Linked DNA regions of Zea mays: region 1 is linked to region 2. A link is a contact called in public Hi-C data. All regions are on one chromosome and are shown on one strand. The core of a region is the stretch at or near the end of the contact, and the rest is flanking DNA. Distances in the headings are between cores, read along the strand shown.

Region 1 (5,205 bases), core at 2,455-4,954, 660 kb before region 2:
AAAGCACGCCCGACTGTCGGATCCATCGAACTGGTTGGTTGTATATGTACAGGGCCAGGGCATCGGCCTCGGACTCGGACCACAACAATTAACCTGTGCCGTCGTTATCTACATATCGGTGCCATGGCAGTGTTCGTTTTGGATCTCAGAAATCTACCCGTACGCCAATGTGTCTGATTTGGTGATTATTACAGAGTTTACGATCTTTGCTCTTCGGCGCCCAACCACGAGATATGTCGCAGCTCAGCTGTGGGTAATTATTCTGCTTATAAGTTTATAAGTTTTTTAGCTAAGTTTTTCCACCACGTACAATTAGTTTGTTCTTTGTTTAATTGTCAAATTTTAATTGGATAATATTATGAGTGATGATGCTAAGTCTTTCAAAGTTTTTGTTATATTCTAATTCTACCTAAAGGTGTTTTAGAATTGTAGTAATTTTAGTATTCTGCATGTTGATATAGACAACTTTGAAAATTAGCAACCAATAAATACATAACTATTGGAGCACTATTTTTTTTTACTTCTTAAAGTGTTTTAGCAACTTCCTAAATCTATAATTTAAGATGCTAAATCTATAATTTCAGTTTTAAAATTGTTTAAAGAGGTAGTCTCTCGTCTTCCACCGTCTCCTTTTTTTCAGTTTTTAAAATTGTTTAAAGAGGTCGTCTCTCGTCTTCCACTGTCTCTGCTCTATACAGAATACAACCTTGTTTTATCCGTCTTTGTAATCTTGATACATATAATAATTGCGAGAGAAAAAAAATCAATGGACAAGAAGATAAAATCGAGTACTTCCCATACAGAAAAGAACTAACCTAACCGAGCTTTCACAAAATGTCATATAGAGTAACCCGGTAACCCATCAGGCGGATGCCTGTCGCGTCGGCGGCTGCCCGAAACACGAAAGAGATGGCGAGCCAATGTCCCCGGCGGTCCGGGCGCGCCATCGCCAACAGAGACTCGCCACCGGCCACCAGTACGGCGCGGCGCACGCGCCCGGCCCGCTCTCCCCCCGTCCGCACGTGACCGCTCCCCGGCGACCGGCGACGCACACCATGTATGCCTGGCTGCCTGTGCAGCGCCGGCACGACCACCCTGACGTGAGGCTCCGGGGTCCGGGGCGTCACGGCGTTTCCCGTGTGGTGTGAGGATTACGGGTTGTCCTCGCACGTCAACGTACAGTTCCGAGCTCTGCTTTCGTGGCGTTGGCCAGGCCTGACCTGTGACAGTCCGCGCCAATAATAAATGCGTGCCAGATCAGAGAGAGAGAGAGAGAGAGAGAGAGAGCTGCGTGCGCCTAGTCTGGGAGCACATGTGTCCCTTTCAACGGTTTTTGTTAAAGTCAAGCTCTCAACTGGCTACTTCGTCGTGCCGTGCTAAACACCATACGTACTCCTAATGTCTAATCATTTGTCTTGCATTATTAGATTTTTTTTTTCAATTTAAAACTTTACCGATATCGACAATTTACCAGAAATGAGCCAAACTAAACGTATTACTATGAAAAAATTATTATTCTAACAATGAGACCGATTGTTGGCCACACGTCGGTTCTTTCGTGCATATAATTAGGAGAATAAACGAGAGAAAAGGGATATAATTTCTTGACCAAGAATGAACGGTGCAGTGTTTTCTTACGTCTACTGATAGCAGGGTATGGGTTGGTATTATAATCGGCTTGAGTTGTCCCCGAGAAAGGAGATGCGAATATGTGCCCCCGAAACTAAGGGTTTGAACGCTTTGATGCAAACACCCAATTTATTAGTCCGGCTGGACCTCTGACAGCGGAATAAAATCGTATCAGCGCCCAATTTATTTCTGAACAATGACTGTGCCGTTCACCAAAGGCGCATTCTCAAGAAGCGATTTTTTCCCCATTCACACAGGTTTAACAAACCAAGCTCTCAACAAATCCAATACAAATTGAAATCTAGCTAAATTATAGGTACAAAGAAGAAACACTCCATGTACTTTGCCAAAATAACAAAAGAAACTACCAATAAGAATCAACAAAATCTTAGAATCGTGTGCTGCACGATCCATATTTTTTGGGCTCTCCCAAGTAGATGCTGCTTTGGCACATAACATATGATGCAAACCCCCCATCAGCACACAGATTAGCCCTGCCTTTTTACCTCCTCCAAACCTTTCCCCTAATCAACTCTCTCTCTCTCTCTCTCTTCAATTTTCACCACGCTTTTCTCCACTTCTTTTTTGATTCGTCCTTTTGATGTGCTCGCACACCAGCAACGCTTTGTTCTCCTAGCAACCAATGTTCGCGCGCCACGTGTGCGATGCACGCACGTCAGCACCGCAAGTTAACAAGTCGGCAAGCCAGATCTGGGCGCCTCGGAGGACGCGACGACCCCGCCCTCGTGGCTCACACCTTCCTCTGGCCGTCCGATCTCCTCTCCACGGCGGAGATGGATCCCTGCGCGCGCTGCTCCAGGGTGCGCACCACGTCGGCCATGGACGGCCGGAGGCTGGGGTTGTCGCCGACACAGGCCGCGGCCAGCGCCGCCACCGCGGCGGCCTCGGCGGCGTCGTAGGCGGTGCCGAGCCTCTCGTCGACCAACCCGCGCGCGTCGCAGGGCGGGTCGCCTGCCCTGAGCCGCGGCGCGACGACGGCAGTGAGGAGCCGGCCTTCCTCCGCGCAGAAGGCCTCCATCCCCGTGAGCAGCTCCAGGAGCAGGACGCCGAAGCTGTACACGTCGCTCTTCTTGGTGACCACGCCGGAGCGGATGTAGTGCGGGTCGACGTAGCCTGGCGAGCCCAGCATGGTGCGCGCGGACGAGCGCGGGCGGACGGCGGCCGAGAACCCCATCCGCGCCGACCCGAAGTCGCACAGCTTGGCGGACATGGACGCGTCCAGGAGCACGTTGGACGCCTTCACGTCGCCGTGCACCACCTGCGGCTCGCAGCGGTCGTGCAGGTGCTCGAGCGCGCGCGCCACCTGCAGCGCCACCGACACCCGCCGCGCCCACGGCATCGTCCCCGCGGCCTTGCCCCCGCCGTGGAGCCGCTCGTGCAGGTTCCCGTTCGCCGCGAACTCGAGCACCAGCACGCCTTCGTCTGCGACTCGGGGGGAAAAAAAAGCCAGAGCCTTCCGTCAGCACTCAGCACAGCACAAGGAAGGCGCACTAGGCGGAGCGCGAGAAAGCAGAGCAGAGGAGATGACCCACCTTGCTGGTCGCAGAAGGCTAGGAGGCGGACGATGTGCGGGTGCCGGACGCGCTGGAGCGCGTCGAGCTCCTGGCGGAACACGCGGTGGAGGCGCTCGCTGCTGCGGTGGACCTTGACGGCGGCGAGCGCGCCGGAGAGGCGCGCCAGGTACACGGTGCTGAACCCGCCCTCGCCGACCACGGCCGAGGTGAACCCGCCCGTCATCGCCTCAACCTGCGCCCACGACAGCCCCCGCGGGCCGGCCTCGACCCCCTTCTCGGCCTTGCCGTCGGACACCCCGAAGCCCCCGTCCTCGTCGCGTTCCCGGCCGTCGGCCGCCGCATTGGCGCCACACCCGCAGCAGAAGAACCTGTACCTCTGCACTCCCATCTTGTCCAAAGAAAGTTTCTTGAACAAACCAGGGAGGAGTGGAGAGGGGAGATGACAGCGGAGGAGGACTTGTGAGGCACCTAGAGGCTTGTGGGTGAAGAAGAAGGGAGATGATGGCGCCTCTGCCTCTCTGTATTTGTTTCTCTGTGTACTTGGGGTTGGGATGGGCGGAAGGCTGATATATATATGGGAGAGGTGTATGGGGGATTCAGATTTGGTGGGGGGTTTGAACTGTGAAGTGCCAACTTATCAGGATCACAGGATGTAAACTGTGGAGGGGATGATGTAAGCAAGCGAGAAACTTGTTTATGCAGTCATTGGCATGCAGATGCAGCAGCGCCGCAGACCTGCAGTGGCAGGGATGATAGGGTGCCTGACAAGTGGACCCACCTTACTCACAAGGACAGTACTATTGTTGCCTCACCAAATATGCTATTAGGCGGGGACTCATCGATCGAACCAACCGTTCGTTATTATTATTATTATTGGTGTTATTAATCTATTCCTCCATTATCCGTGGAGCTCCATGGATTACAGCGAGACTATGCACTTGTTTAGACCGTATAATTGGACCAGTACACCAATACACGTACCGTGTGTGACGACTAGATGTATGCATGCATGATCAACAAACATATCAAGGGAGTGAGCCTGTGTCTGTCCAGCTCCAGTAGGTGTGGAAGCTTGCGGCCGATTAGGTTTCAGCTGAAGCTTAACGAATAACGACGGCACGCATCATATGGGCAAAGCCGAGGCGTGAACAGTGGACGTGGTTCCTTTCCTTGGCGATCCAGGATGTCTCGCACCCACCACTGATCGGTGACCGATGCAGCAGCAGCACTGGGCTGGGCTGGGCTGGGCTGGGCTGGGCTGGGCAGGTTCTTGAGGTGACGTTTTCCAGGGCTTGTACATACATACATCGGAAAAAGCCGGAAGCTTCAGCGGGCAGCGGACATGTCAGGTTGCCGCTGCCGAGCTCTGGTCAGCTCAAATCAGGAAAAAAGGTCCTGATGACCGGTCGCTTGCTCGCTCACCGCATGCCGCAGCAGTGAAAAAATAACATCGAGATTTAACCAGTATGGTTACTGCTACTAGTACGATAGTTACGGCGACTGGCCAAGTGTTAGGTGAAAAACCGGAGCTCTTATTTATCCTGCCTAGACATGTCCAAATGGACCGGCCCGCCAGTGGGCCCGTGACCCGGCACGGTCGTGGCCCGGCACGAGCACGGTCCAGCCCGACTAGAACCGTGCCCGGGCCGGCCCGGTCCGATAGCCGTGTCGGGCTTGGGCTAGTCTTCTGGCCCGCGGTGCAGGCACGGGCCCGGCACGATTAATTAGTAGACACGATAACGGCACGTTTTAGGACCTTATTTTGTAACTGTCAGTCTGTTTTTAGCTATAATACTGATAATATGTTATTATATAAGAGTATTCGAAATTGTTATATGTGTTTATATGTGTATCTAAAATTCTTTGTCTAAGTATGTATCTAAAATTATAAATATAATTAATTGAATTTAAACTAAATTTGAATATTATCTTTAAATTCTGAATTTTAGATTGTTTTTTGTGTGTTATAACCGTGTCGGGTCTAGGCTGCGTCAGCCAGCCCGCGGGCCGGCCCGGCCCGACACGACACTAAACCGTGCCG
Region 2 (4,555 bases), core at 393-2,892:
CTACACCACTATTTTGTGTATTCAAAAACATTCAAATAAACAAAAACCGCAGCAAATTGTGTTAGTCGAGAGCGCAGATCAGCTTAGCGATCTGAGCCCAGCAAAAACCCTGACAATGGAACTTTTGACTAGACAATGTAAAGGCGCACGTGCTTCCTCCGTTACCAAATTGATCCACGGCTACTGGGGATAGCGATGCCGCGGTGGACACATGTGTCATGTCGTAATCACTCATGTACGGTCTGCCGATTTATCCTATTACCCCGGTATTTATTATTATATTATAGCAATAATCTGTTTGACCGGTACGGTAATTTAGGGCTTGTTCGTTTGTGTCAGATTATACTTGAAATTGTTCCAGCTAATCAAAGTTTATATAAATTAGAGAAGCAATCCGGTCAGGAAGCGTTCCGACCCACCAATCCGGCACAAACCAATAAGACCTTATTTTGACATTTTTTTCATGTACAATCCCCCCCTCCCCCGCTCCAAAGATTCCATGTGACCAAGGCCCTAGCTTTTGAGGCCCCAGCTTCACTGGAACACAGTCACGTAACCGTACCATGCATGCCTAGCTATCGGTTTTCTATCTGCAATTTGCAAGTGCTTTACAATAACCACGCATGCCTCCCACTAATGCAGCTAGGTAGGAGTAGCCGAGTAGGTTTTCCAACCACACAGACCGTCAGCGAGGCGCGTTTCTAATTTTATCGTTGCATGCACACGCCACGCCGAGTCGCCGACGACGCGGGGACAGGGTCGGAGGATATAAATAGGATAGGACGTGTCCTTACCGGCGATGATGTCGGCGCCGCCGCTGATGAACTTGGAGACGCTGTGGACGACGACGTCGGCGCCGAGGCGCGCGGGCGACACCACCACGGGGGTGAAGGTGTTGTCCACCACGAGCTTGGCGCCGGCCTCGTGCGCCACCCGCGCCAGCATGGGGATGTCGGCGACGGCGAGCGTCGGGTTGGACATGGTCTCCACGTACACCACCCGCGTCTCGCCGGGGACCACCGCGGCGCGCACGGCGGCCTCGTCGTCGGCGTCCACGAAGGTGGCGCGCACCCCGGAGGCGCGCGGCAGGAACCGGGCCAGCAGCGCGTGTGTCCCGCCGTACAGGCACCGCGACGCCACCACGTGCCCGCCGGCGCCCACCAGCTGCATCAGCACGGACGAGATGGCGGACATCCCGGACGCCGTGCAGTAGCCCGCCTCCGTGCCCTCCAGCGCCGCCATCTGCCGCCCCAGCGCCAGCACCGTCGGGTTGAAGTGCCGGCTGTAGATGTACATGTCGCCGCGGTCGGGGCCCAGCTCGCCCGCGAACAGCCGCCGCATCGTGTCCGGCTCCATCACCGTGAACGTCGCCGACGCCTCGATGGACATGTTCACGCCGCCGTGCTCGCCGAACTCGTGCCGCGCCGCGGCCAGCGCCGCCGCCGGGTCCGCCTCCCGCCGCCGCGCCTTGGGCTTCTCGCCGGTGGCGCTGCCGTTGTTGCTGCCATCGCCGAACCCGTCGTTGCCGAACGGGCGCTTCAGGGTGGCCAGCTCGGAGGCGGCGGACAGAGTCTGGGCCATTGGGACGGGGACCGTGCGTTGTACAAGGGCAGGAAGTCGGGCGGGCCTGGGAATGGTTTTCAGAGCGGTGCGGGGAAGGGAACATGAGGTGATGGGCAATTTATAGGCGATGCCAGGATCTTCTGTGGCTGGGAGACTCTCGATGCTGTGGACGGCTGTGAGCCGCCGGCCGCGGGCGCGCTGGAACGGGCGGTGGATGGAGGAGGGGGTATGAATCGGGCCCATTCCACGGTCAGGTGACCAGGCTACAGATTGTAACGTTGGGATGATATCTTCATGCTAACTGTAGCGTCTATACGTTATGGTACTGTTAGGCAGCAATTCATTGAGTTTTAAAAGATGCAGGGGGCAAAATCAGGTTTTGGTTATTGCACTGTATGTGTATATCCAGCCAAATCAGATTCAATTAAAATTAATACCAGTCGCACCATTTAGATTGTAAGATATTTTAGTTCTTTCTCCAAAAATTATAACTTTTGCTATGCACTTATAATACTCCCTCCTTTCCGAATCAAGAATTATATGAACCCACTAATTCCTTAAAACTACTATTATTTTAGTACAAAGATAGTACATTATATCAAAAAATCAAATTGTTTTATAATTTAAAATAGAGAGAGTAAGTGTAATGAATATTGTGCGATGCGACATATAAGGCTTTGCTTAAAACACATAGAAATAGAAATAATAGTTAGTCAGCTAATAAATTATTAGTTGAGTTAAGCCAACTAATGAACTGTTGGTTAGTTGTGAGTTAGCTAAAAAAATAGCTAAGATATTAGCTGAGAGTGTTTGGAACCTCAACAACTAATTATAATAACTAATTATTGTTTTTAGAGGTTTCAAATAGGGCATAAGAAACTAGACTGGACCAGGCCACCATGACATAGTGTACGACTAACGGCAGATGGACCAGTTTAGTTACTTTAGGCTTATTAATGGCGGCTTTATCGTGGTTAATGATTGAGCTTAACAATCATGATTATGGCTTTGTGATGTCTAGGAGAGGATTGATAGAGAAATTAGTTCACTTTCATTTCTATCTCCTCCAATCACGAATGAGATTTAAGTTTCCAAACTAGTTTTAAAAGGGATGCTTATGTTCAGTCTCACACATAAACATGCATATATAGCACTAGGGATGAAAACGGTCGGAAACGATCGGTAAACGCTATTATGGTAACTTATATATTGATTATCTTTGTGACAATAGATTAAATTGCTCATTACATTTTGTTGTTCCATCAAGGCTAGAAATATTTACATCTCTTGTTGTTTTGATTAAATTTGTCTAGTGTATTTTATTTTAGTCAAAAACGTCTATTCACCCCCTCTAGCCGGTGTCCTAGATCCTACATGCGCACCGGACATTGCACTGTTTATTGTCCGGTGCGTGCCACGTCAATCGACCGTTGGATTCGTCTGCCCTGTGACGCACCGAACAGTCCGGTGGCACACCGGACAGTCCGGTGCGAATAACTTTCTCTGACCGCTTCTGCCCTTCTGTCCTTTCTGACCGCGTAGCAGTCGACCGTTGGTGAAGTGATCGTTGACCCTAGACTCACCGGACAGTTTGGTGAATTTTAGCCACGGAGCTCTTTGTTATCCCGAGAGCGGCCAGTTCATGGGGCGCGCCAGCCTGGGCACCGGACACTGTCCGGTGCGCCGCAGGCTGGAGCCTGTCTTGCCCTGTTGTTGGATTTCTTTGCTGACTCTTTTGGGCTTCTTATGATCTTGAGCCTTGGATCTTTTTGCTTATTTTTATGTCTTCTATTGAGGTGTTGCATCCTCATTTCCTTAGTCCAACCCTCTTTGCATTTTGATTCTTTCACTCATATATCTTCTTTTGCCCAGTACTAGCTCCACAATAGTGGTATGTTGATTTTGAGCTTTCCAAACCTTTCTAGACGTGTTGAAAAGGTTCCTCGGGGTATTAAGAATTTGTCCAAAGAGTAGAACTATTGGTAGTTCATCTATTCCATGTATTACCCCTATTTGATTGGAACTGAGCAGATTCTGACTTAGAAACTGAACTATTGATCTTATGAACCTGTGAATCAGAGACTAGCCAAACTGGTCAGTCTGAATGGTTGTGATGGTCATCAAGCACCAAAAAATAAGAAATGGTTTTAAGGCCATTTCCCTTTCAGCCGGGCCACCATGGTTCGCTGCTGACTTAGGGCTCCTAGCCTCCTACGTGTGGCTGGCGCAACTCGGCGGCTACGCGTGCGGGGCCTTGCTGTCGCCTTGTTCCCGCCTCGGCCTCCTATGTTATGACGCCGTTGCACGCCTATGCTTTTGCCCCTGCGGGGGCTACTGCACGGCGAACGTGCCAATGCGCCCCTGCGGGGGCTACTGCACAATGAACATGCCTCTGCGCTCGGGCCTGGCGTCTGCTTGCTTCGGTGGCCACGTTTGTCAGGGTCGCGGCGGCTGCCAGCACGTGGCACCGCGTAGCTGTGTGTTGTTTGTGGGTTCATGTTGCTCGGTTTCTGTGTGCCCAGCTAGAGGGGTAGCGGGTGACACATCTTTGTGGCTGTTACGACAACCGACACGCCGCTGCCCCTCTGGATGGTTTGTGTGTGGTGTCAGCTGTCAGCGACAACGAAGGTTGCTTTCTATGACCGGCGTCTTGACCTGACGTTGTGTTGGGGGGCGATCGCCTCGGTGACGCCTATGGGCGCCGCTTCCCCTGTTGAGGGTGTCGCTTCCTCCAGCACTGTCTCCCATGGGCAAAAGTCTGGTCCTTCTCGAACCTGTGACAGTGGCGTCCCCGATGTCACTCCCTTCCTGAAGGCGTCGCTTTTGAAGTTCGCCTTGACCACAGCGTCGCCTCTTGGTTGATGCTTTCGCTTCTCGACGCCCGGTAGGCGGGTGGAGGTGTGGGCTTGCAGCGTGAAGCCAGAGCGGCTTCGTTTGCGGATGTGGCTCGGCAACGATGACATGTGGAAACCCTCCTTTCTTCGTGGGTTGG

The links. A called contact is a pair of places that touch in the nucleus more often than the background predicts.
Region 1: a Hi-C map of tassel shows a contact between it and region 2, with 1.9 times the contacts expected there. The contact joins the promoter of LOC100286253 here to the promoter of LOC100285862 in region 2. A contact is called at or near these places in 2 of 25 Hi-C or Micro-C datasets (ear and tassel).

The regions. Positions count from the first base shown.
Region 1 is chr1:229,274,191-229,279,395 of Zm-B73-REFERENCE-NAM-5.0, reverse strand. LOC100286253 (protein kinase domain containing protein) reads right to left here and starts at 3,704. Exons shown (of 2, transcript NM_001159140.1): 1 at 3,183-3,704; 2 at 1,867-3,072. The coding sequence starts at 3,552. The coding sequence ends at 2,381.
Region 2 is chr1:228,612,515-228,617,069 of Zm-B73-REFERENCE-NAM-5.0, reverse strand. LOC100285862 (O-succinylhomoserine sulfhydrylase) reads right to left here and starts at 1,642. Exons shown (of 2, transcript NM_001367227.1): 1 at 795-1,642. The coding sequence starts at 1,581.